Regions from separate parts of the Mus musculus genome. Here all the other regions are linked to region 4. The links are chromatin contacts, called in public HiChIP or PLAC-seq and promoter capture Hi-C maps. All regions are on one chromosome and are shown on one strand. The core of a region is the stretch at or near the end of the contact, and the rest is flanking DNA. Distances in the headings are between cores, read along the strand shown.

Region 1 (3,197 bases), core at 113-2,612, 1.8 Mb after region 4:
TTTTATTATTTTTATGTGTGTGGGTGCTTTACATGCGTGTGTGTCTGCGCATTACACACGTGCTGTGCCCACAGATGCCAGAGGACATGGTATCCCATGGGACTGGAGAAGAGCTGTTAGGGGCCATGTGGTGGAAGAGCAGCCAGGTGCTTTTGACCATTGAGCCATTTTTCTAGCCTACATACTTTTCCTTACCAATAAAAAACAAAAGGGGGTAGAGACTTGAGAATTACATAGGAACAGAGGAATGCCATAAGATGCAGACATTTTCCAACACTTGGGAAACACAGACAGGTGGGTCTTTGAGAGTTCAAGGCCACCCTGGCCTACAAAGAGAGTTCCAGGACAGCCAAAGGATTGGGGACACTGATTCAAAAACAAACAAACCACTCTCGCGGCCTCTTAGCTACTGGGTAAACTGAGGCAGAAGAATCACTGCCAGCCTAAAGCCAGCCTGCGGTCCTCAGGGAGCTCCGGTCAAAAAACAGTAAGGAAATTACAAATCGTTAAGTGAAGTGAATGGCTCAGAGGCTTGGTTCAGAACAATTTAAAGCAATAAAATCCTGACCTAAATTGTTCGCTAATTGTTCTGGGTTTGCAATAAACATTTGCAGGGTCAGGGTACCTTGGTCGCCAAGAGCAAACCTATGGCGAGTGGGCTGGCTAAGGATCCAAGATATCAGGAATTTCTGTTCCAAAAGTGCCATGTTTACAAACTTCCGCTTAATTTCGACCACTTATATCGTATAATAGTCGGCAACAACGGACATCACCGGACACTTGTGCTGCGCAGGAGCGGAAACCGAACCCGGAGCCGCCAAGCAGCATTTCCGCGAGGTCTCCACCGGAAGTGCAACTGTGCAGCGCCAGGCCCCGCCCCAGGCAGAGCGGCCGGAAGCGGCTAATGACAGCTATGGGAGGGGCCATGAGCCGACCGTCTTTCTGATTGGCTACAGGGAACGCGGACTCTGAATTCACGCCGATACCGGCGCGCCCTCCTTTCGCTTTTTGGCTCCGGCCCCCTCCCCCCAGGGCCGGCCTCTTGGTTCCCATCCTGCCTGTTCCTGTATGGCGAGCCTCCGCGCCGGCTTTCCCGCAACCCCACGTCAGCAACCCCTCCGCTCCCGCCCCTCACCATTTCCGCACTTTCTCGATGGCCGCCATCACCTTCTTGATGTCATCTTTAGCCCGGCTACGGGTCTCGGCCCGGACCGAACGGCCGGACATGGCGGCGGCGGGGAGTGGCTGGGGGCCGGGACAGTGCTCCCAAGACGCGGGATATCACGCGCCTCACGCGTCGCCGTCCACCCGCTGCCACCGCAGCACGTCACCGCGGCCGTCGCCCCCCCTCCGTGCGCGCGTGCGCGAGGGAGCGCGCGCACCCGCCCGCCCCTTGGGCCCTCAAGGCCTCAGCGCGCTTGCGCACCCGCCCGGGGGCGTCCCTGCTGTGCGCCTCCAGAGACCCTTTGCCCTCTTGCTGCCAGGCTGAGCCCATCGTCGTCCGCACGTGGTGTGGGCCAGGCGAGGCTGCGAGGGTGGTGGTGGGATGAGGTTTCCAAGTCACCACTTTCCCTACCTGCTGCTTCAATGCATGCCCGGGAATTTTCAATACTGTAGACCAGGCCAACCTCGAATTCACAACCACCTGATTCTGCCTCTCCGGTGCTCTGTGCCATGGCATTTGACCGGAAAATTTTATTTCATTTTGCTTTTCCGAGACAGGGTTTCCTTCTCTGTGTAGCCCTGGCTGTCCTGCAACTCACTCTATAGACCAGGCTGGCCTTGAACTCAGAGATCTACCAGCCTCTGCCTCCCAAGTGCTGGGGTCAAAGGGGTTGGAATTTTCTTTTTTTCTTTTCTTTTTCTTTCTTTCTTTCTTTTTTTTTTTTTTCTTTACATGTATATGGCACAGAGGACAATTTGTAGAAGTTGGTTTTCACTAGTGAGTTTTAGGCTGTTATCAAGTCCTTTAATCCCCCATGACCCCTGACCCTTCAAGGAATTATTTATGCGCTGCATGTTCACCTAAAAGGAGATCTGTGTCATCATTGTCTAAATAGCTGTGTTCCGGAGTCATTATCACACCTTCCTTCATTTTGACTTCTGGTCTTCGAATTCTCAGCTACCCACCTGGAAATTTCTTCTGATTGAATCAACTACTTTTCCAACATCCAGGTCACACTGCGGCTCTTCCTGAGTATTTTGCACCTGGCTCATACTTTTAGCATTCCACTTCACTGTCAGGGAATTCAGTTCTGGATAAAACATTGCCTGTGTTCTGTGCATTGGACCAAGTACTGAGGACATAAATATTTCTCTTTTGAAAGAACTTCTGGACCAGGGACTGTGATGAACACATTTATCCCAGCACTCTGGCGGAAGAGGCAGGTGGATTTCTGAGTTCAAGGCCAGCCTGGTCTACAGAGTGAATTCCAGGACAACCAGGGATATGCAGAGGTTTTCTCTGGGGGGTTGAGGAAGGACAAAAAGAGAAAAGAAAGAGGGGAGTGAAAAGCAGTGATAACAGACCCAATAGAAGGAGGAGGTGACCCACAGCTGACGTTGCATGCCCAGAGGGACTTGTTTGAATCAACTTTGAGGTTTACTTGCAGTTCCAGGAAAACCAAGAGTTCAAGGTCATCCTTGACTGCGTTTAAAGTTTGAGGCCAGTTTAAGGCTGCATGAGACCCCGTCAAAGAAGAGGGAGAGGAGTGTGTCTCCCAGTGACTGTGTAACTTATCCTGAACTTGGCGAAGCTTCTGATTCATGACTCTCAGCCTTCCAGCTGAACATGTTTGCTGGGAAAGGATTCCTAAACAGCTTCTGCAGGGGGCGGGGGGGAAGGGCCCAGGTAACAAATGCAGGGAAATGATTACTGTTGAAATAACTGGATCAAACTCAAATGACCTAATACAAGTGAACCCAGGGCTTACCTAAACATGTCCTACATCAAAGGACACAATGAAGAAGATGTTCTCACTGCTACGGAGATGAAAATAAAGAACAAGAAAAGAATGCAAGGCAGGCCAACAGTGTGCTAAGCTTCACTGCTTATGTTCATGGACACCCGCTCCCCGAACCAGCACAAATACAAGGCCACCCCTTGACAGCTATGTTTAATTTCTCTCACCACCTAAATCCAAGCCATTGCCAGCAAGAACTCCCTCTGCTGTTCATGTTTCTCTACCACCTTCTTT
Region 2 (3,438 bases), core at 164-2,663, 1.1 Mb after region 4:
CGGTCAGGAAACGAGAGTTGGGCAACTATCGGCTGGGTAAGCCCAGCCTGTTCTGAGTCAGTCTTTGAATTTTAATCATTCTAACTGTTGTCCAGAGCCCCACCATGATATACCCTATTGTGGGGGCAGAAGCTAGAGGTGCCATATCATTGGTATATGTGGTGCATTGACTTAAAAAACAAAACAAAAAACGCAAGGTTTTATTTCTAGTCTGGAAGTCAGAATGCCTTTCCCTTCCAAGTGCTGGGAATAAGGGCATTGGACAGAGACTAAGCCGTGGTCACGGACTGGATCCCCCTCTTAGACGTTTCAAGACAAAATGAAGCTGGGTAAGGATAACAGGCCCTGGGAGGGAGCTCAATCAAATTGGTAAAGTGTTTGCTTATCATACATGAAATCGAGCCAGGTGTGGTGGTGCACACCTTTAGTTTCAACATTTGGGAAGCAGAAGCAGGTAGATCTGTGAGTTCAAGGCCAGCCTGGTCTACAGAGCGAGTTCCAGGACAGGGCTACACAGAGAAACCCTGTCACAAAACAAACAAACAAAAAAAAACAACAAAAACAACCCACAAACTCCATGCACATCAAGACCACCAGGGTGCATGTGGGGGCACACCTGCTGAAGTGGGGTACACCTGATATTCCTAGCACTCTCAGAGGCTGGAGGCTGAGTTCTAGATTGAGAGCTGGAGCCGAGGCTAGGTTGGGAAGAGTGTGCCGTGCTTTTACCAGGACCCAGCACCCTGGCAAGCCAGGCGACCTGTGCTCCAAAGGACCGTCAACAACTGATGCTTGCTGCCTTCCAGCCTACCTGAGGAAATTCACATCCCAGGTTCAGGAAAAGAGCCTGGCTCCGGAAGAGGCAGTAAGCAGTAGAGGATACCCCAACACCCTCTTCAGGCCTCTGCATATGCCTGTGTACACAACACACCCACACAAAATCTTTTTTAAAGTTGCAAGGTAATGTTCAAGACTAGCTTGGATTGCATGAAACCAGTCTCAGAAAGAAAGGAAAGCAAAGTTAAAAGCGGGGGAGGATGCTGAGAAGATGAGGTGCAAAACGAAGACACATTTCTGGGGTTCAAGGCCTACTTCCATACATTTCAGACTAGCTTGGGCTGCATATGACCGGGTCTCAAAGTTTTGTCAGGCCCTGTGAGTATAGAACTCCAAAGACGGCTAGGAGCAATGTTGTGAGTTTGAAGCCAGAGTCATACAGTTAGACCTTGTCTAAAAGAAACAAAAAAGGAAAGAAAGAAAAAAGGCCAAGGAAGGTAGAGCGTTAATACAAGATCCTGGAGTTGGGGTAACTGGGATTGGGATTCAGGAATCTTCCCTTCTGGGATCTATTTTCCCCAAACCCTCAATGACTCCAGCACCGACGTCCTCTGCCTCCCCCTGGTGGGTACTGCCGGTTCTGCAGCTGTCCCCGTTAGTGCGGGTATTTGCTTCCAGCCTTGAGCCCAGACCCTGATGACAGTAGCGACCTCGAGGCCAGCCCATCTGAGATCTCCATTCCCGAGTTTCTGCATGTTCCCCTTCCCAAACACCTGGGCTTGAAACGAAGGATTGTGCTGCCTGCGTGTGCCCATAAGAGCCAGGCATCTAAGAGTGACCACTCTCCTACCTCTGGCCATTGCGGACTGCCCAGGTACCCGGCTGTAAGCTAGGCAGGGCTGCGGCTCAGCCCCGCCCCACCCAGCACGGAGATTGCCTTCTAGCCCGAGCGTGGCAAGAGCCAATCACAAGCCAGCATCTCGCCTCCGTGCCAATGGCCGGCCTGTTGCTGGGTCTCGCATCCCTCCTTTGGAATTCGCCTGCCGAGCCCGCCGCAGTGCTAATGCGGAGCTTATCATGGCTTCCGGGTCCTCTTCACTCCGCTTTGTCTCCTCCTTTGTAGTCCTTACCGAATAATCTGCTTTGGCCTTTTAGGGCGTAAAAACCTCCTTTAGAGGGTGGTGCATCAAGCTCCAGGTGGTCCTCGCCCTCAGGGTTGCTATAGAAACAGTGACCCACTCTCTGACCTCTAAGCTTGCTGCAGTCCCTAATCTCCATATTATCTTCCCGAACCGATCCCAAGAAATCTATCTACATTTCTCCTGTGTCCTTAACTGGGGAACCGGGGCTCAGCATCTTTGTGCTCCAGTCCACATACTCTGGGAGAGCCCAAAGGTGAATGACCAATATGCCAAGTTTCATCCCCTCACACGCTGGCCCTTTGGTAGTGGGCTATGATAGGCTATGATAGTCCGGGGGACCTAGAAGCCAGTTTCTTCTCTCTGTAGTATTCAAGGCCCCAGCCAGCTCTGGTCAGATATTTACGATTTCAAATTAATGGTGGCCAATTAGGAATCAGCTTGCAACAAGGTCAGAAGAAGAAAAGAGTGTCGGCTCCTCCCTTGTCATTTTCTAACCATGAATTAGGGAGATGAGGCTAGGTGTGGAGGTGCACGCCATTTATCCCAGCACTCAGAAGGCAGTGGCAGTCTTATGACAGTGAGTTCGAGGACAGCATGGTCTGCATACCAAATTCCAGGACAGCCAGATAGACAGCTACATAGTAGTAGTAGGAGGATTGGAGGAATTGTGTGTGTTTACATGTGTGAGTGAGTTCTCTCCTTCCACCATGTGGACCTCAGATATTAAATTCAGGTCTCTCAACAGACTTGGCACGGGCTCCTTTCTCCACGATGCCATCTCATTGGCTCAAAGATCAGTTTTCTGTCATTCAGCCATGCCTCATCTTGTATGAGGGAAGAAAAATCAGGGTTTGAATTCACATTTCACTGTGTCCTAAGTATGCAGGGCATACCATTTAGCCTACCTACCTCACAAAGAGTGTCGGTGGAGGGCTACACAGAGAAATCTCAAAAAATCAAACCAACCAAACACACACACACACACACACACACACACACACACAGAGAGAGAGAGAGAGAGAGAGAGAGAGAGAGAGAGAGAGAGAGAGAGCAAACTATAACTCATGGCTCAGGTTTGTAATTCCCGGATACAGGGGTGAGATTGGTATATGGAGGTGCTGAGACAGGAGGATGGCAAGTTTAAGTCAATGAACTCCTGTCTCAAAATAAATTGGGTAGGGAAAGGGGAGATTAAATTACCTCAGTAAAAAGTAGACCTCTTGCTTAGAATCCCCCAGTGAGGGGCTGGGGGCATGGCTTAGTTGTAGAGCCCCTGCCTAGAATCCCCCCAGGGAGGGGCTGGGGGCGTGGCTCAGTGGTAGAGCCCCTGCCTAGAATCCCCCAGGGAGGAACTGGGGTGCAGTTTTGTGGTAGCAAGCTTACCTTTCATGACTAAGGCTAACGACATAGAACCAAACAATTACTTGATACTCACTGGCTTCCTGCTGCTGCTCTAAGGAATTGGCTCAGTTGCAGCACACACACAGGGCTCAAAGCCCTGGGTTCAATCTCCAGCACC
Region 3 (3,376 bases), core at 303-2,802, 1.6 Mb after region 4:
TGGTAGGCTAGAAGTCACAGTGGTCAAGTGGGGAGGGAGGTGAGCCTTCTGAGGGTCACTCCCCTCCCGCCCCTCAGCCTCCAAGTCACCTTGGCCAGGTCTGGAGCTCTCTTGCAACAGGTCCTCATTTCGGCTCACACCCCGATGAACCTTGAGTCGGGCCAGCTCAGCCTTGAGCCTTGCCTGGTGCCGGCCCAGCAGAGCCTTCCATCGGCCTCCACCCCCTCGAAACCCCTTCCCCAGCAATAATTCATACACTAGCACCTGGACAGGAAAAAACACAAAACTATTAACACCATAAAACCCTCCAGTGGGAGAAGTAGGTACCTGTCCAGATGGTCATGTCAATAGAGTTCTCTTGCCCAAGATCACAAAAGAAATTAATGGCATGATGTTAGGGCAAATGTCCATAATGCCAGCAACATCAGATGCATAAGCAAGAAAACTACAAGCTAACTGGGTAATGGTGCCTTTAATCCCAGCACTCAAGAGGCAGAGACAAGCGGTTCTCTGTAAGTTCGAGGTCAGCCTGATCTACAGAGTGAGTTCCAGAACAGCCTGGGTGACACAGAGAAAGCCTGTCTCTAAAGACCGAAGAGGACGAAAGGGGGAGAAGGAAGAGGAGGCAACGGAGGCGGTGGCTCAGCAGTAGGGTAGGAAGCTTGCTTAGTATCCACCAGAGAAGAAATAGGGATTGCAGCTCAGCAATAAGCACCTGCCTAGAATCCCCCAGTGAGGGGCTGGGGGTACTGCTCAAAAATAGAGCATCTGTCTAGTGATGCTGTCCAATGAGGTGTTGTGGGTGTGACTCAGTGGGAGAACTCTTCTATGGCTTGTTGGAGACTCTGGGTTCAATCTCCCAGCATTACAAAAAGACAGGCATCCAGGCAGGCGGGTAAAGAGACGAGAGCAAATGCCATCTGCAAACCCCGTGTCCTGCCCCATGCCTGAAGCTCCCCCTCCCCACCCTACCCCACCCCCCAGGTCGCCAGCAGAGCTCTGGACCCCGACCGACCTTGCCATCATCACCCTGTCCGGTAGGTAGCCTCAGCCACTACTAGTTTGCACCTTCGTCCTACTTAGCCCTTCCTGCAATGCTCCAAGGGGAGTCACATCTGACCCAGCTCAACTGGGACCCCAGAAAGAAGTGTGAGAGCCACGCACGGGTAACAGCCTCTGGCCGCCGCTCACCTTGGCAAGGTGCGGTCTCAGCTTCTTCTCGGCGCGAAGGAGCCCAGCACTGGCGATGACAGCGTCCAGCACGGCCGAGTAGCGCTGCGTCTCGCACACCAGAGCGTACAACTGCTTCAGGTTCTGTGCGACACAGGGGACACCCGCTGCACCCCACGCGGGCCTCGCCTCGCCTCGCCCTCCCGCCCGGACAAGCCCCGCTCCCCAGCCCGGCTTGCCAGCCCCCGGCCTCACTACCTGGAAGTTGCTGGAATACACCAACCCCTTGAGGGAGCCCTGGCGGCTTTCCACGCCGGCCAGCACCGCCGCGGCGGCCGCGTACAGCCCCATGCTCTCCCCGCCTCAAGCGCTCTACGACACTGTCGCAAAACTCGGGCTGGCTTTACGGCCGCCGCAACAATTTGTACAACCGGATTTCCGGAGTCAAAGGGTTCGCTGCTTTCCGTTTTCAGCGTCCAAAAATTAATCTTAGGCTCTAAATCCGAGCGGGCTGGCTCACGCCTTTAATCCTAGCGCGCGGGAAACAGAGGCAGAAGGATCTTTGCGAGTTTAAGGTCAGCTAGGTCTAAGTAGTTACAGGACAGCCAGAGCTACATAATGAGGTCCTGTATGTAGAATGAAAAAAGTCTACTTTCTTTTTAGAATTCAGTGTAGCTATTTTGTAGTTTGTTGTTGTGGATTGGTTTTTTTTTTGTTTGTTTGTTTGTTTTTGTTGTTTTTTTGAGACAGGGTTTCTCTGTGTATCCCCTGGCTGTCTCTGTAGAGACCAGGCTGGCCTCGAACTCAGAAATCCGCCTGCCTCTGCCTCCCAAGTGCTTTTATTAAAGGCGTGCACAACCACGCCAGGCTATTTTGTAGTTTTTAATTTTTTTTTTAAGACTTTGGAACTCAGAAGGCTACGCAGACTCTCCTAGCAGTCCTGTGTCAGCCTCTCCCTGTGACCGGATGAAAGGTTCAGTAATAAAGCACGTGCCTTGATGCCTCCACTGAGAGGTTGGGATGTGGCTCAGTGGTAGAGCCCCTGCCTAGAATCCCCCAGGGAGGGGCTGGGGCGTGGCTCAGTGGTAGAGTCCCTGCCTAGAATCCCCCAGGGAGGGGCTGGGGGCGTGGCTCAGTGGTAGAGCACCTGCCTAGAATCCACTGGTGTGCTTGGAGTTGTTGAACACCCATCTAGTAAATGTGGCTCTCTGGGACCCTAGCGCTGGAAAAAGTAGATTGTTTAAAAAAAAAAAAAAAGTGGGTGTTTAATAGGGCCGACAGACATTGTCCCTCGGAGTAGAGCACTTGCCTAGCATGTGCAAAGCCCTGGGATCAATTCTCAACATTGATGAGGAGGACCAATGATGGGACTCAATCTATATAGAGGGCTTGCCTAACAGGCAGAAAGCCTTTGGTTCCAATCCTTCCACTGTATAAACCGGGCATGATGGTACGCTCCTGATGGCTCACTGGTTAAGAGCACTGTCTGCTTTTCCAAAGGTCCTGAGTTCAATTCCCAGGAACCACATGGTGGTTCACAACCATCTATAAGGGGATCTGATGCCCTCTTCTCACATCTTTTAAGAAAAGAAGGAAGGAAAGGAAGAAAGATTGATTTGAGGTCATCTTTGGCTAGCCAATTCACACCAGCCTGGACTACATGAGACAATCAAAATAATGGTAGTTGGGCCTAAGAAAGGTGGCTCAGACCTTAAGAGCACATACTGTTCCCAGACATGTTAGGCAATCAAAACCTTTTGTAATGCCACCTCCAAGGGATTCCATAGTTTCTGACTGTTGGCTTACAGACAATTCTGCTAGGCTCTGCTCAATAGCAACTTAGCAACAGCTTGCGTCATCGGCTGCCACTTATGCGGCTTGCCAGGTACAGCAGCAGTGTTGAAGAGGACTGCTAGTCACTACCCAAGTCTCCTCTCCTTTCACTCTCGCTGTCCCCACGTGTTCCTGGCCCGCCTGTCTCTTCTTCTTTCTGCCCCACCCCCTTCCCTCCCTCTACCCTTTTCCAAGTCCCCACTCTCTTTCCTTTCCCAACAAACTTTATACTAGGCCTATCGCGTGATTCCTCAAGGGGACGCCTTGGCAGCGCCTGCCAGGCACCTTCTTACTCCGGTCATGACACCTCTGTGGGCACAGCACCCGCAAGCATTCACCTACATAAAAATAAGTATTAAAATAGTAGTAGTAA
Region 4 (3,197 bases), core at 211-2,710:
TCCTTACCTGTCCACAAACATGATGATCATGTCTTTCTGATCTGCATATTTCTCCATTTCCTTCTTGAGCCACCTGACCTTCTGGCCTCCACCAACTGTTCGAGCCACATCACCCCCTCGCCACTCCTGTCCCAGGCCCAGGGTCTGCAGGAAAGATCCCACCCCCACGCAGCGGAAGAGGTTCAGCTGGCCAAGATGAGGAAACAGGACCAACCCCCACGACCCCTGCCCTCTCCCGCTGGAATTTCTCCCATGGGTCCCCCCACTCACCCGTACAGTGTAGTTAAAGAACTCCGCAGACTGCAGAAAACGCCGGTACCCCTCTGTCTCTGCCGTAGCCACAGTGATCACCAGCAATTTGTCTGTCATAGCCAGAGAACTGGCACTTAAGACACGGCTTAGTGTCCCACGTGTTTATCCCTCTGTATCACCCCCGACACACACACACACACACACACCTCCATATTACTTCACTAAAGTTCTTTCAGCACATTTGATCTCCAGAAGAGTCGGGTGAGAGTAACATACACGAATGGGGGCTGGGGTGTTCCTGTCTGTCTGGGGAGCCTGGAACCCCAAGTTCTGCATGAGAGGCTAATGCACTGGGAAGGCTGGACACTCCCTTCCAGGCTGGCGGACGTGTCGACCCTGCCCACTGGCCGCCCGGGTTCTCACCTGGGTTGACAGCATTGGCGCCCCGGGGTCGATCGGAGGCAGAAGTTACGGGGGGCAGCGGCGGCAGCAGCAGCAGGAGCAGGAGCAAAAGCCGGGGTTCCGGGCCTGCCGCAGCCATGGCTAGCAGCACGCTTAGGCTACACCCAGGCCCGCACCGGCGCTGAGCTGAGCGCCTGGATTCCGACGCCCCGGGAAGATTCTGGGAAAAGGGGAAACCGAGCCCGCTGAGAGGAGGAGCTGTGCTCGGGACTCCGCCCTGGAAAAAAGGCGTAACCCGAGGCCACCGAAAACCCGAGATGCAGACGGCGAGACAAGGCAAGGATTGTCCCGCGGGCGCGGGCTGGAGGGTGGGGAGGAGCCGAGGGTCCGGTCCTGGGCACTGCCTGACTCACACCGGAGCAACCGAATCCCCCCGGGAGGGGAAGTGACCTTTTGAGGAGGGTCCAGGCGACGCGGGGGCGGGTCTTGACCACAAGTCTGACCCGGAGGAACACAGGACAGCAAGGCCTGGGGTGGCGCGCGGCGGGGGCGACGGGCCCGGAGGGGCCGGGAAGCCGGAGGCGGGATCGCGCGGACATCCTCGTGGGTCTGGGTTCAACAAAGCCACCGAACCTGCCTATCCTGTCCCGCAGCGCGGGGACACGCACCGGGGATGCAAAGGGCACAGGGACAAGAGCGCTCCCCTAAAGACCACCCACGCCAGTTTTTAAAAAGTGACCATTTGCAGGCGGCTCTCAGATTTTTTTTTTTGGGTAACCACAATGCGACCGGAATTAGGTTTGCCCCTATCAAAGATGGCGGAAAGCGAAAGCTTGCTGATCTCCAAGGGAACATCACGTAATGACTTCAAGCGGGAGGGGAAAGACTGCGCACGCGTATGTGTGCACGCCACCGGAAGGGGTGTGCTCAGAGCAAGGGTCGGTGGTTAGTACGCGTGCGCAGTAGGCTCTTCTGTCAACTGTGTTGCGCCAATGGTGGAGAAGAAACCCGCCGGTATGTGAGCCTTGAGTGGTTCGCCCTTTTGTGCTTCCCAAGTTCAAATTCAGCCTAACATCTCCCCGCCTAGCTTTTCACGTCAATTACCTTCGCTCAGTGTTGGGGCAGTCTCGGAACCATTAATTCGTGTTTTGTGACTGCTTGCTTCAGCAGACGTTGGGGATGGAGAGGATGTGTTGTCTCTCCAAAGCCCGGGTGCTATGAGCAGTGGTACTCACCTCGGCTTCTGGATTGTTTTGCTTTTGTTTTTTTTTTGTTTTTTGTTTTTTTCTTCGAGACAGGGTGCGTACCCTTGGCTGTCCTGGAACTAGCTCTGTAGATTAGGCTGGCTTGGAACTCACAGAGATCTGCCTGCCTCTGCCTCTACACTGCTGGGATTAAAGGCGTGCGCCACCATCGCCCCACTTTCCTCCAGCTTCTGGATGTTGGATGGAGGGAACAGAGAAACTTAGGAAATCAAAGGGCTTGGCTTTGGGTACTACACAAACACGTGCACACACACACACGAACATACACACTTCATTCCTTCCTTTCTCTCTTTTTTTAATGTAGCCTAGGCTGCCTATGTAAATTAGGCTGGACCTCAGCCTCTTGGTGTCCTGTAGTCCTGAAGTCTGTGGTTTGGGGGAGTTCTGGTTTGAGACTGGCATGTTATGGGAAACCCAGCACCAGGAATGGGCAGGTGAGATGGTGCATGCAGTAGGTAAAGTTGCTTGCTGCCAAGCCTGACTACTTGAGTTCAGTCCCCAGGATCCACATGATAGGAGAAAAGGCTTCCATACAGTGTCCTCTGATCTCTGCACGTGTACTGCAACACCTACATGTGCACAGAAACACTCAGAATAAATGCACTTTTTGAAGAAAGATAGAAATACAAGAAAAAGAGGTCAGAGATGAGCCCCTGCTGATAGGGTGTTGTCCAGCATGCCCAAAACTCTTGCTCCATCCCCAGCATCACATAAGCCTGGTGTGGCTGTGCACAGGAGGTCATCCCAGGCCAGCCTGGGCTTCCTGAGATCCTATTGAAGGTTGTGGGGGTGAGAAAGGGACAGGCCAAAGAGCGCTATCAATTAAAGAAAAAGGACAGGCAGAAGCAGCCTCGAGAGCAAGAGAGGAGACAAAATGTCGGGATAGGAAATATATCCAACAAGATAGGGGGACATCTGGGAGCCACACTGGGGAGACTTTTAGTCCAAGGAAGGTAGTCGGTGCAGTCACAGGGCACAGGCATGCGTCTCAGGCTGAAGGAACATTCTAGAAATGTACACTGGATTTTGCCCTACTGAATCACAGGTCTTGAGAATATGGAGGCCAGAAGTCAATACTGTGTCAATTCTCAAAGGCGCTCTTTATTTTAATTTGTGTATGTGTGCTGCTCTGTGCAGGTGAGTGTAGGTATCCATGAAGGACAAAAGAGGCAGTTGGAATTACAGAAAGTTGTGAGCCACCCTCATGGCTGCTGGTCCTGGGTCCTGGAAACAGCTGTAGCACTCTGCAAGAGCAGGGAGCGCTGTTAACCACTGAGC
Region 5 (3,270 bases), core at 558-3,057, 1.4 Mb after region 4:
CCTGGAACTCCCTATGGAGACCAAGCTGGGCTCACTCTCAGAGACCCGCCTGCCTCCGCCTGCCTAGTGCTGGCATTAAAGGTACTGTTTCTCTGCCTGTTCATGGAGCCCATGCTCAGACAAATATGGTTAAGTGAGCATGGTGATGGGTGATGTATGTCTGTGTTCTAGTACTCAGAAGGGTGAGGCAGGAGGATCATGGCTCTGAGGCTACCCTGGACTACATAATGAAGCCTGGCCATACTGGTGTAAATAAATAGCAAGCCCCTTTGTTTCAAAGTAAACAAAACGAAAACAAAAAAACAAAACCAACAAAAACAAACAAAACAACAAAAACAAAAAACAAAAACCCAGAAAGAAAAAGAGTGCGTGCCTGTCTACACTGGCATTTAGCTGACTGTAAGTGCTACATGTATCCAAAAAAGGGGGAAAAGAAAATTTCAGCTTTAAGCAGGAAACCATTACATCCTATCAGAATATCTCCAGAAGTTTGGTTATTTGCTGGATATGTCCCAAATTGAAATTTTACTGGTAAATATGAAAAAATTCTACATACAACTCTCTAAGATTTAGGTAGCTGACGAGATGGCTCAACAGGCTGAGGTAGGTCCTGCCAATCCCAAAGACCCGAGTTTGATTCCCAGGACCCACATGGGGGAAGAAGAGAAAGACTCCGGTCAGGTTGTCCTCTGACTTTCACAAGAGTGCACACAAGCATATAAATAATGTGTCACATATGTATACCTCTATCTAAAGATGTGGAGATTATATACCCAAAGCCCTAGTTTTAAATCACCATACTAAAAACAAAGTGCGGGGCTCCTATCTCAATATTATGATGTGTTAGCTCTGCGAATCTCTGTATTCAACCTCAATTTCTGGTAAACAGGCAATTTAATATGGCCTGTCATGAAATCACAGCGAGGATTACATGAAATGAACGCGCAGGCCTCTGTTAACGTTAGAAGCAACAGGGATTTCCCAGGAAAGAATGAGGAAGAAACAAAGACTAAGAATCCTGTCTTTTACAAAGGGATGATTACCAGACTTAATTAGTTTGAGAAATTTCTCTCCTCTGAGAAAACAAACACTTTACCAGCTCCTTCTGTGAGCTGGGATTAGGAGTCAGGATTAAGGTAAAGACGCAGCAGAAAATTCTAGAGTCAAGAGGAAAAGCCATCCATTGGGTTGACAGTAGACAATTGTCACGATAAAGGTGAGAAACGTTTGGTTTGTTCCTGTGGGGCTCGGGCCGTCAGCAGATGGGGTTTGTGTTTATAAAACGTGAATGGCTTAGGAAGTGTGTTCACCCTCGAGATCAAAGAATGAATGGATCTGGGGTAACATGGAAGGGGGCGATTGTGGGTAGAGAAGGAGTTGGCGGAAATGATCCGGCTTTGGACAAGACATGCTGGAGCTCCAAGTGGGGAGAATGGTGGTGGGCACGGAGGTCTGGGGTTGGCTGGCAGTGAGGCTGGAGATCAGGGACCGGGGAGTCTGCGGGCTGAGGAAGCGCGCCATCCCCGCCCCGCCTCTTCTCACCTTGCCAGTTGCGCAGGGCCTCGGAGCGCAGAGACAGCCCCGAGGGCGCCAGAGGCGGCTGCAGCAGGAACAGGCGGGGGCCCGACACCAGCAGCGAGAGCAGGGCGGTGAAGAATGTGGCGGAGGGCACCTCGGGACACGAGCACCAGAAGCGACTCGCGGGGCCCGGGGCCGCCATGGCCGCGAGCCCTTCCAGCGTGCGGCCTCGGTACTCCCCGCCTCCCTCCTCAATTTCCGCCTCCTTGCGGCGGTCTCCCCTGGCAACAGCGGAAGACTGGCCTCTCCTCAAGCACCGCCCCATGGGGGGGTGGGGGTGGGGGAAGGCCCAATCCCGTGGAGTCCTCCGCTCTTACCCGCCCAAAGGAGGCCGGGAGTTGTAGTTCCAGCTTACCTACGGGTGTTGTGCGGGCTGCCGCCTCAGGAGTATTCTTGCCTAGACCTCAGCTTCCTTCTTCTTGATTTTTAATTAAAAACAAACAAACAAACAAACAAACAAACAAGCAAAACCAAAAAAACATTTGATTACATCTGTTTGAGTGTGAGAGAGGGGCATGTGCGTGCAACGCGCGTGGAGGGTAGATGAAAACTTAAGGTTGAGTTTATCATCTCCTTCCACCTCTGGGTCCTGGGAATAGAACTTGGGTAATCAGGCTTGGCAGCAGTGCCTTTACCCACTGAGTCATCTCTTTAGCCCTTTTTATTTTTCTTTTTTTCTTTTCTTTTTTTTTTTAGATTTTATTTGCGTTTGGCTCAGTGAGAGAAGGTGTGGAGGTGCACACACAAACACCTTTACTCTCAGCCATCTCAAAGGCTCCCTTTAAAAATTTTAATCAACCTATATTTATTATACCAAGTAATGGTTTCATTATGGCATTTTCTTACATGTGTATAATGTACTTTGATCATATTTTATCGGGGCTCCATTACCCCCTCTTGCCTTCCCATCTTAGTTTCTCTTTTGCTTCCATGTTTCTTTTCTTTTCTCTTCTTTCCTTCTTTCTTCCTTCCTTTCTTTCTTTCTTTCTTTCTTTCTTTCTTTCTTTCTTTCTTTCTTTCTTTTTAAATTTTTGCGACCCAGTGAGTTTCATTAAAGTCGCTTTCAGGAGCAAATGTCTCTCCTCCCAACAGCCATTAACTACTAGTAGATCCTCATTGAGGGAGAGGGGTCTTGAAAAACATTTCTTCCTCTTGCTTTTGGCTTTTACACAAATTTGACTCTGAACTCTGGGTCTCCATCTCCAGAAAGCAGGGATTTTAGATGTGCACCACCTCCCTCAGTTTATGCAGTAATGAGGCTCGAACCCAGGGACTCCAGCATGCTACCAACTGAACTATGCTTTCAGCCGGGTCCTTCTCACTGTAATGGTATGACGTCGTGAGGACCACGGAGCCCTATTCTCCCACAGACTTGTGTTTGTCTCTGTCCTGCCAAAGAGGAAACTGAGTCTATGGGGATCCCTGAGGGATACAGTTCAATAGCAAAGAAAGAATTAAAACTTGGTTCTTCCTGCCTGAATTGGCCAAGAAGACAGAGCCAGCACTTTCTGGAGCTGGACTGGAGATAAAGTAAGAGGAGGCGGGGAAGGAGACAATTGAAGGGACACTAGAGCTACTATACATGCGCTATGAGCGTACGCCATGACGCTTTTGCTAAACTTTGCTTTAGCCTTTTGCAGTTTGAAAAGCGCTTCCTGCAGAGCAAAGCTATTTCTGGTGAACAGCTAGAGT
Region 6 (3,218 bases), core at 147-2,646, 1.6 Mb after region 4:
AATGGCACTGAGCAGGACCACCCTGTTTCTTAACTATCACCAGTGCCCACTGTACTCACTGTCATTTACCAGTTCAGCTAGTTTTATTAACAATATGCATCGTCTCTAAACTCTAATCCCTGCCTCTCCCCGCTTCTCCCTCATCCATCTAGCCTTCCCTCCCCAAGTCTAGTCTTATCTTACTCTTGATTGTGGAGGAATAGCTCTCAGTCTATCATCCTCAAAAAAAGAAGAAACAAACAAAAGGAGGAACGGAGGGAAGGATGGAAAGGGGGGAAATATGGACTGGGAAGATGGTTCCATTGGTACAGGGCTTGCTGAGCAAGCTTGCTTGAGCACAGTAGGAGCCCCTGTAATCCCAAGCACTGAGGTAGGCACAAAAAGATTTTGGGTCTTTTTGGCCAGCCAGCCTAGCCAGGTTGGTGAGCTCTGGGTTTAGTGAGAGACCCTGTGTCAAAGAATAATGTGCAGTGTAATTGAGAAAGACTTGCTGGGCGGTGGTGGTGCACGCCTTTAATCCCAGCACTTGGGAGGCAGAGGCAGGTGGATTTCTGAGTTCCAGGCCAGCCTGGTCTACAGAGTGAGTTCCAGGACAGCCAGGTCTATACAGAGAAACCCTGTCTCGAGAAACAACAACAAAGAAAAGAAAAAAAGGAGATTGAAAGACACTTGCCGTTGACCCTCAACCTCCACGCAAGTGTAAGATGTGATGGTGTGAATGTAATCCCAGCATACATTCAAGCAAAACACACATTTTAAAAAATTATTTTGAGACAGGGTCTCACTGTGTTGCTCCAGCAGGCCTGGAACTGACCTCGCTGCGATAAACAGTGAGCCTCCACACAGGGCCTGATTGGCCTTTTCCAATACAGGGTCTGACTGATCGGGTTTTATTTTGTTTTAGACGGGGAGGGTCTCACTAAGTAGCCCAGGTTGACTTAGAACTCGGGATCCTCCTGCCTTCACCTCCCAAATGCCGGGATTACAGGCGCGTGCCACCCATCTCCGTTCTGTGCCTTGATTTCTAACATCACTCCTCTGCAGTCCAGGAGCGTCAGGGAAACCTCCAGCGTCAAAAACCGGGCTGTACTTTTCTTCTTTTCTTTCTTTCTTTTTTTTTTTTTTTAAGTTTTGCTGTTTTGAGACAGGCTTTATGTCTCCATGTCGCGCTGGAACTGTCTTTGTGAACCAGGCTGGACTCAAACTCACGGAACTCCTCTTGCCTCCGCCTCCCGCGTTCTGAGAGGCAAGGCGTGCACCGATCCGCCTACCTAAGCTGTAATTTTTCAAACTAGGGCTCTCGCGCCGTGCTCCGCACGCGGCGGCGGTTTCCCCTTTCCACCCGGCGCGCCGCGTCGACGACAGTGACGTCGGCGGCGGCGCGCGGCGCGGTGTACCCTGGGATATTTAAGTCCGCTCCGCGGCGCGGAGCCGCGATGTCTCCGGCGGCTGCGGCGGCTGACGGAGGCGAGCGGCGGCGGCCCCCGTTGGGCGGACGGGAAGGCCGGAGCCGGGCCCGCGGCTACGGAGGACCGGCGGGTGCTGCGGCCCTCGGCCTAGCGCTGCTCGGCCTCGCGCTCTACCTGGTGCCCGCGGCGGCCGCGCTGGCCTGGCTGGCCGTGGGGGCGAGCGCGGCCTGGTGGGGCCTGAGCCGAGAACCCCGCGGCCCGAGGGCCCTGTCGTCCTTCGTGCGCGACGCGCGCCGTCACCCGCGGCCAGCTCTCACCGCTTCACCGCCTCCGGCCAAGTCACCAGTCAACGGTAGCCTCTGCGAACCCCGCAGCCCGCTGGGAGGCCCCGACCCGGCTGAGCTCTTACTCATGGGCAGCTACCTGGGCAAGCCCGGCCCGCCCGAGCCTGCCCTCCGGCAGGACCCAAGGGAGAGGCCGGGGCGCCGCCCACCCGCACGCTCCCCGCCTCCGGCCTCGGCGGTCCAGCGAGTCCACCACGTCTACCCCGCGCTCCCCACCCCGCTTTTGCGACCCTCCCGGAGGCCGCCCCACCGGTAAGCCCCGGCGATCTTCCCAGGGTGGGGTCTCTGCGGCCGCGGATTTGACGTAGGGCTCAACCTGTAAATCGGATTTAACTCACCTCCCCTTTTTCTTTTCTTTGCCTTTTCCCTTTCTTTTTATCTCTACGCCCTTCCCTCCCTTTTCCCATTACTCTCTTTTCTCTTTATTTTTTTTCTTTTTCTTTTTTTTTTTTTTTAAGAGAGGGTATTTGATGGCATAGGCTGTCTAATCTCAACCCCGTTCTTTGGCTGAGCCTGTCCTTGAACTCATCCTCCTGCCTCGTCTTCTGAGCGAGTTCACTGATAGGATTACAGGTTTGCACCAGGTTGTATGCTGTGCTGGGATAGAACCCACAGCTTCAGTCATAGCAGGCAAGCTTGCCCTCTACCTATTCCCCAGCCTTTGGGTTTTTGTTCCCCCCCCCCCCCCCCCCGGAGACAGGATCTCATGTATCTGAGCTGTCCCTTGAACTCATGAGGGTGACTTTGGATTGCTGACCCTCCTGCCTTCACCTACTAAATGCTGGGATTACCGGTGTGCTCCACTACACTCAACCCGGATTCTGGATAAAAGCATTTTTTTCTTTTTAAATTGCATATTCACAGGGAGATGAGAGGATAGCTTGCTGGAGTCCTTTTTCTCTTTCCACGTGAATTTGAGGTTGATCTTGGGTCTCCAGCTTGGCAGCAAGCTCCTTCACAAGACGTTTCACTGGCCTTGATAAGTCTGCTTAGTTGAGGTGGTGAATACCTGTTAATGTTTGGTTTTTGCTGTGTATTGGTGGTTAGTTGGGGGAAAGGAAAAAAAAAAAAACTATTCCTACACATCCCAACTGCATGTGCTTTTCTTCTGAAGTACCCATGTGGGCAAGGTTTCCAGTTTCCCTCTTAATTTGATGAAGTCTGTGGTAGAGACAGCCATTAAGCAACTGATATTTTCTGCCTTTGGATGAAATGGGAGAAATGTGCCAAAAAATGCTACGTTCTCTGCTGCTTAGAGAAATTTAAAGTCTGAGCTGTTAGTGTCATAGAGTGCTTTGTCCAGCATGCACACACCCCTAGTTTCTGCTACCAGCACTGTCTAACAGAAAAATAAGAGGTTGAAAGAAGTGTTAATGCCTCTTGTTTCTGCAGTCAGTTGAATTTGGTGTTCTTTTAAGACTGTGGTTCCAGACTGGAGAGATGACACAGTGGTTACTAGCACTGG
Region 7 (3,185 bases), core at 141-2,640, 1.2 Mb before region 4:
ACTTAGATATAATAATAATAATAAGTAAATCTTTAAAAAAAAAAAAAGTACTGGCTGCTCTTCCAGAGGACCCAGATTCCATGCACTCATATGGCCACTCATTACCGTAACTCCAGTTCCAGAAGATGTGATGGCTTCATCTGACCTATATCTGAATCAGGTGTGTGTGTATGTGTGTGTGTATGCAGGAGAAAAACACTCATTAAAATACTAAATCTTCAAATAAATATTAAATCTATTAAAATAATTTTTTGTCTTGCTTTTTTTGAGACAGGGTTTCTCTATGTAGCCCTGGCTGTCTGGAACTCACTCTGTGACCAGCCTGGCCTCGAACTCAGAAATCTACCTGCCTCTGTCTCCCAAGTGCTGGGATTAAAGGCGTGCACCACCACTGCCTGGTTAAAATAAATCTTTTAAAAACTGAGTGCTGAGTGCTTTAAAAAAAAACCCATGGTGCTATTTTGGATATAATATCATTAGCACCAACATAAATTCCAAATTTTAAAAATATAACTATTATACTTATCAAGCAGTGGAGAAATCATGTTAAAAAGGTAATCCTTTTTTCTACTATAAGAAGTTTTGAAATAAAATATTTTCTTAATTAGTGAGAATGTTCAAAATAATTAAAGAAAAATTGATGAGTAAAAAAAAAAAAACAAAAAAACAAAAAAAAAAAAAAAACAAAAACGGGGGCTGGAGACATGGCTCAGTGGTTAAGAGCACTGACTGCTCTTCCGGAGGTCCTGTGTTCAAATCCCAGCAACCACATGGTGGCTCAAAACCATCTGTAACAAGACCTGACTCCCTCTTCTGGTATCTGAAGACAGCTACAGTGTACTTACATATAATAAATAAAATAAATCTTAAAAAAAAAAAAACCAGAAAAACAAAACAAAAACCAAAACCCATGGTGCACTTTTATTTATTTATTTTTTTGTTTGTTTGTTTTGTTTTGTATCATAGGCCAGGCTGGCCTCACAGAGATCTGCCTGACTGTGCTTCCCCAGCGCTGGGATTAAAGGCGTGCGCCATCACGACCAGCCAATGGTGCACATTTATATTAAAGGATTCTTCAAGTTTCATATATTTGCTATGGAGGTGATGGTGTACTCTCTCTCTTGCTATGGAGGTGATGGTGTACTCTCTCTCTCAGAGCCACTAGAACTTGTGCCCTGAATTTCCTGGACCTCCAACTTCTTCAGCTTACGCATCGTCCCTTCCCAACCTGGCCAGCAAGTGGCGCAGTCTGGTGCCCTTGTTTCCCAGCACCATCGAGAACAGCACCATCAGCGTACCATCGAGAGATGAAGACCTCCCATTTTCCTAGAGAGAGCAAGTGGGCATTTGTTGTCCTGGGTGGTGAGAAAGGACGACCCGGAAACGATATGGGGAGGGGCAGTTTCCGTTCTTTGTTCTGTTCTCCGTTGTGTGGGTCTGTAACAGGGTCCAACAGGACCTGTTTCGTGTCCGGCCCCCTAAGTCTTACGTCCCTGTCCCCAGGGTGAGTGGGGCCATCTCCCGGACTCGCGGTGAGGTGGAAGTTGTGGTCTCCGGGGAAGGGGGTTGGTGTTCACACGTCCGCGGCCCGCCGGGGTTCTGGGCCCACCTTCCTCCTGCAGTCGCTGTCCAGCTCCGCAACCCTAGCTGCAGGCGCGCAGCGTGATCCCGGGTGTCGCGTAATGGGACTCCGGGTCTGCTTTTGTGTCTCTTACCGTCCCCAGCCCCAGTGTTTAAAATTCCTAGCGTCGCTACGGAGGTCTCCCTCTCTTTAAAACAACTGATGACAGATTGCCACCCTAACTTGGTACTCTCAGCACACCGATTTCTGTGTGAGGGCAGGAGAAGGAAGTTTTTCCTTAATTGGATCGGAAAACCAGACAGTAGTTCTGGGTCGCAGTGAGAACTAGGGCTTGGGAGGAGGTGCGAACTCGGGTCCTCCGTAACCTCACCAAGATCTCATGTCCTATGGCTATGAATAGGGTTTTTTTGTTTTGTTTTTTGTTTTTTTTTTTAAGCTTACTGACTGATACCTTTTCGTGGACATGCTGGGGCCGGCTCCCTGCAGAAGTGGCCGAGTATGTCCAGTGCATTAGCTGGCTAAAACATTGAGAACCTAGTTGAACACAGAGAACCTTAGTCCATTTCAGCTCTCTTAGGGTGTACTGAAAAGACAGTATGTGATGGTCTTTGCTGGTAGTTCCTAGCACATTCCTTTACCCTCCGTACTTCTTAAGTACCTATATTAGACATAAACTGAACCCGATTTCCCCATTTTGACCCCTTAATCATACAGAACTGGTAGAACCTAAAACAGAAATTCTCAACCTTCCTCATGCTATGACCTTTTAATGCAGTTTCTCATGTGATGACCCCCAACCGTAAAGTTATTATTGTCACTACTTCATAACCGTATTTTTTTTGCTACTGATAAGAACAGTAATGTAAATATCTGTGTTTTCCAATAGTCTTAGGTAACCCCTGTGAAAGAGTCATTCAACTTTCAAAGGGGTCACGACCTACAAGTTTGAGAAACAATGACCTAATGTGAATTTCCAGGAATTAGCCAAATTGGCTTGCTCACATCTAATCCCAGCACAGAGGCAAATGAAGCAAGGCCAACTTGTCCTATACAGTGAATTCCAAGCTAGTCTGGGCTATAGCCTGATTCTTACCCAATAAAGAAAGACCAAACCAAACAAACAAAAACCTCAGAACTGCACAAAAGGTGCTAAGTTTCCAGTCATCGCTACCTTAATCCTATAGTGAGTTACTCCAAAGAAAGAGGAAAGGATCCAGGAGGCGAAGCCTCTCTTGACCTGTGCTTACAGCCAGGTGGTCTTTAATCCCAGCACTCGGGAGGCAGAGGCAGGCAGATTTCTGAGTTCGAGGCCATCCTGGTCTACAAAGTGAGTTCCAGGACGGCCAGGGCTATACAGAGAAACCCTGTCTCCAAAAAACCAAAAAAAACCCCAAATCAACAGGGCAAGAGAAAGGCCCTGCCCACACCTGGATGGTTTTACTCTGTAGTTTGTTGTTTTCGAGACAGCTCTCTCTCCCCGTAGCCCTGGCTGTCCTTGAACTCTCTATGCACACTAGGCAGGCTTTAAACTCTGATCTGTCTACTTCTCTGCCTAAGTGCTGGGATCGAAGGCGTGCATCATCATGCCCAGCTTTTAAGCTGT

Evidence for each region. Promoter capture Hi-C pulls out the DNA fragments that hold promoters and counts their contacts. HiChIP or PLAC-seq counts read pairs in DNA pulled down with a chosen protein or histone mark.
Region 1: a promoter capture Hi-C map of pre-B cells shows a contact between it and region 4, with 2.7 times the contacts expected there. The contact joins the promoter of Bcl7b here to the promoter of Plod3 in region 4. A contact is called at or near these places in 2 of 39 promoter capture datasets (liver and pre-B cells).
Region 2: a promoter capture Hi-C map of liver shows a contact between it and region 4, with 2.5 times the contacts expected there. The contact joins the enhancer-like site here to the promoter of Plod3 in region 4. A contact is called at or near these places in 4 of 39 promoter capture datasets (the C10 cell line, the HPC-7 cell line and liver) and 2 of 115 datasets of contacts at active chromatin or transcription factors (large pre-B cells and pancreatic cancer cells).
Region 3: a contact with region 4 is called in a promoter capture Hi-C map of liver, with 5 times the contacts expected there. The contact joins the promoter of Nsun5 here to the promoter of Plod3 in region 4. A contact is called at or near these places in 3 of 39 promoter capture datasets (liver and pre-B cells).
Region 5: a promoter capture Hi-C map of pre-B cells shows a contact between it and region 4, with 4 times the contacts expected there. The contact joins the promoter of Rhbdd2 here to the promoter of Plod3 in region 4. A contact is called at or near these places in 2 of 39 promoter capture datasets (the C10 cell line and pre-B cells) and 1 of 484 Hi-C or Micro-C datasets (CD4 T cells).
Region 6: a contact with region 4 is called in a promoter capture Hi-C map of pre-B cells, with 7 times the contacts expected there. The contact joins the promoter of Pom121 here to the promoter of Plod3 in region 4. A contact is called at or near these places in 3 of 39 promoter capture datasets (liver and pre-B cells).
Region 7: a contact with region 4 is called in an H3K27ac HiChIP or PLAC-seq map of microglia, with 7 times the contacts expected there. The contact joins the promoter of Zfp113 here to the promoter of Plod3 in region 4. A contact is called at or near these places in 3 of 39 promoter capture datasets (3T3-L1-derived adipocytes, liver and pre-B cells), 2 of 484 Hi-C or Micro-C datasets (CD8 T cells and regulatory T cells) and 3 of 115 datasets of contacts at active chromatin or transcription factors (astrocytes, embryonic forebrain and microglia).

The regions. Positions count from the first base shown.
Region 1 is chr5:135,166,537-135,169,733 of GRCm38.p6, reverse strand. Bcl7b (B cell CLL/lymphoma 7B) reads right to left here and starts at 1,362. Exons shown (of 6, transcript NM_009745.2): 1 at 1,136-1,362. The coding sequence starts at 1,227.
Region 2 is chr5:135,902,051-135,905,488 of GRCm38.p6, reverse strand. No RefSeq gene overlaps it. Among named protein-coding and RNA genes, the nearest start is that of Hspb1, 16 kb to the right of the region's middle. Within about 2 kb of position 1,413, at least 250 of the 459 cell types and tissues checked have an H3K27ac peak or open chromatin away from gene starts, as enhancers often do. A contact at or near this core is called in liver and pancreatic cancer cells, where this site is marked.
Region 3 is chr5:135,368,129-135,371,504 of GRCm38.p6, reverse strand. Nsun5 (NOL1/NOP2/Sun domain family, member 5) reads right to left here and starts at 1,552. Exons shown (of 10, transcript NM_145414.2): 1 at 1,429-1,552; 2 at 1,192-1,314; 3 at 90-264; 4 at 1-7. The coding sequence starts at 1,521.
Region 4 is chr5:136,985,282-136,988,478 of GRCm38.p6, reverse strand. Plod3 (procollagen-lysine, 2-oxoglutarate 5-dioxygenase 3) reads right to left here and starts at 1,460. Exons shown (of 19, transcript NM_011962.3): 1 at 676-1,460; 2 at 271-362; 3 at 8-144. The coding sequence starts at 793. Znhit1 (zinc finger, HIT domain containing 1) reads left to right here and starts at 1,575. Exons shown (of 5, transcript NM_001310747.1): 1 at 1,575-1,668. The coding sequence starts at 1,647.
Region 5 is chr5:135,631,191-135,634,460 of GRCm38.p6, reverse strand. It overlaps Rhbdd2 (rhomboid domain containing 2), which reads right to left and starts at 1,807. Exons shown (of 4, transcript NM_146002.2): 1 at 1,543-1,807. The coding sequence starts at 1,720.
Region 6 is chr5:135,392,724-135,395,941 of GRCm38.p6, reverse strand. Pom121 (nuclear pore membrane protein 121) reads left to right here and starts at 1,396. Exons shown (of 13, transcript NM_148932.2): 1 at 1,396-2,005. The coding sequence starts at 1,437.
Region 7 is chr5:138,153,949-138,157,133 of GRCm38.p6, reverse strand. It overlaps Zfp113 (zinc finger protein 113), which reads left to right and starts at 1,390. Exons shown (of 5, transcript NM_019747.4): 1 at 1,390-1,504.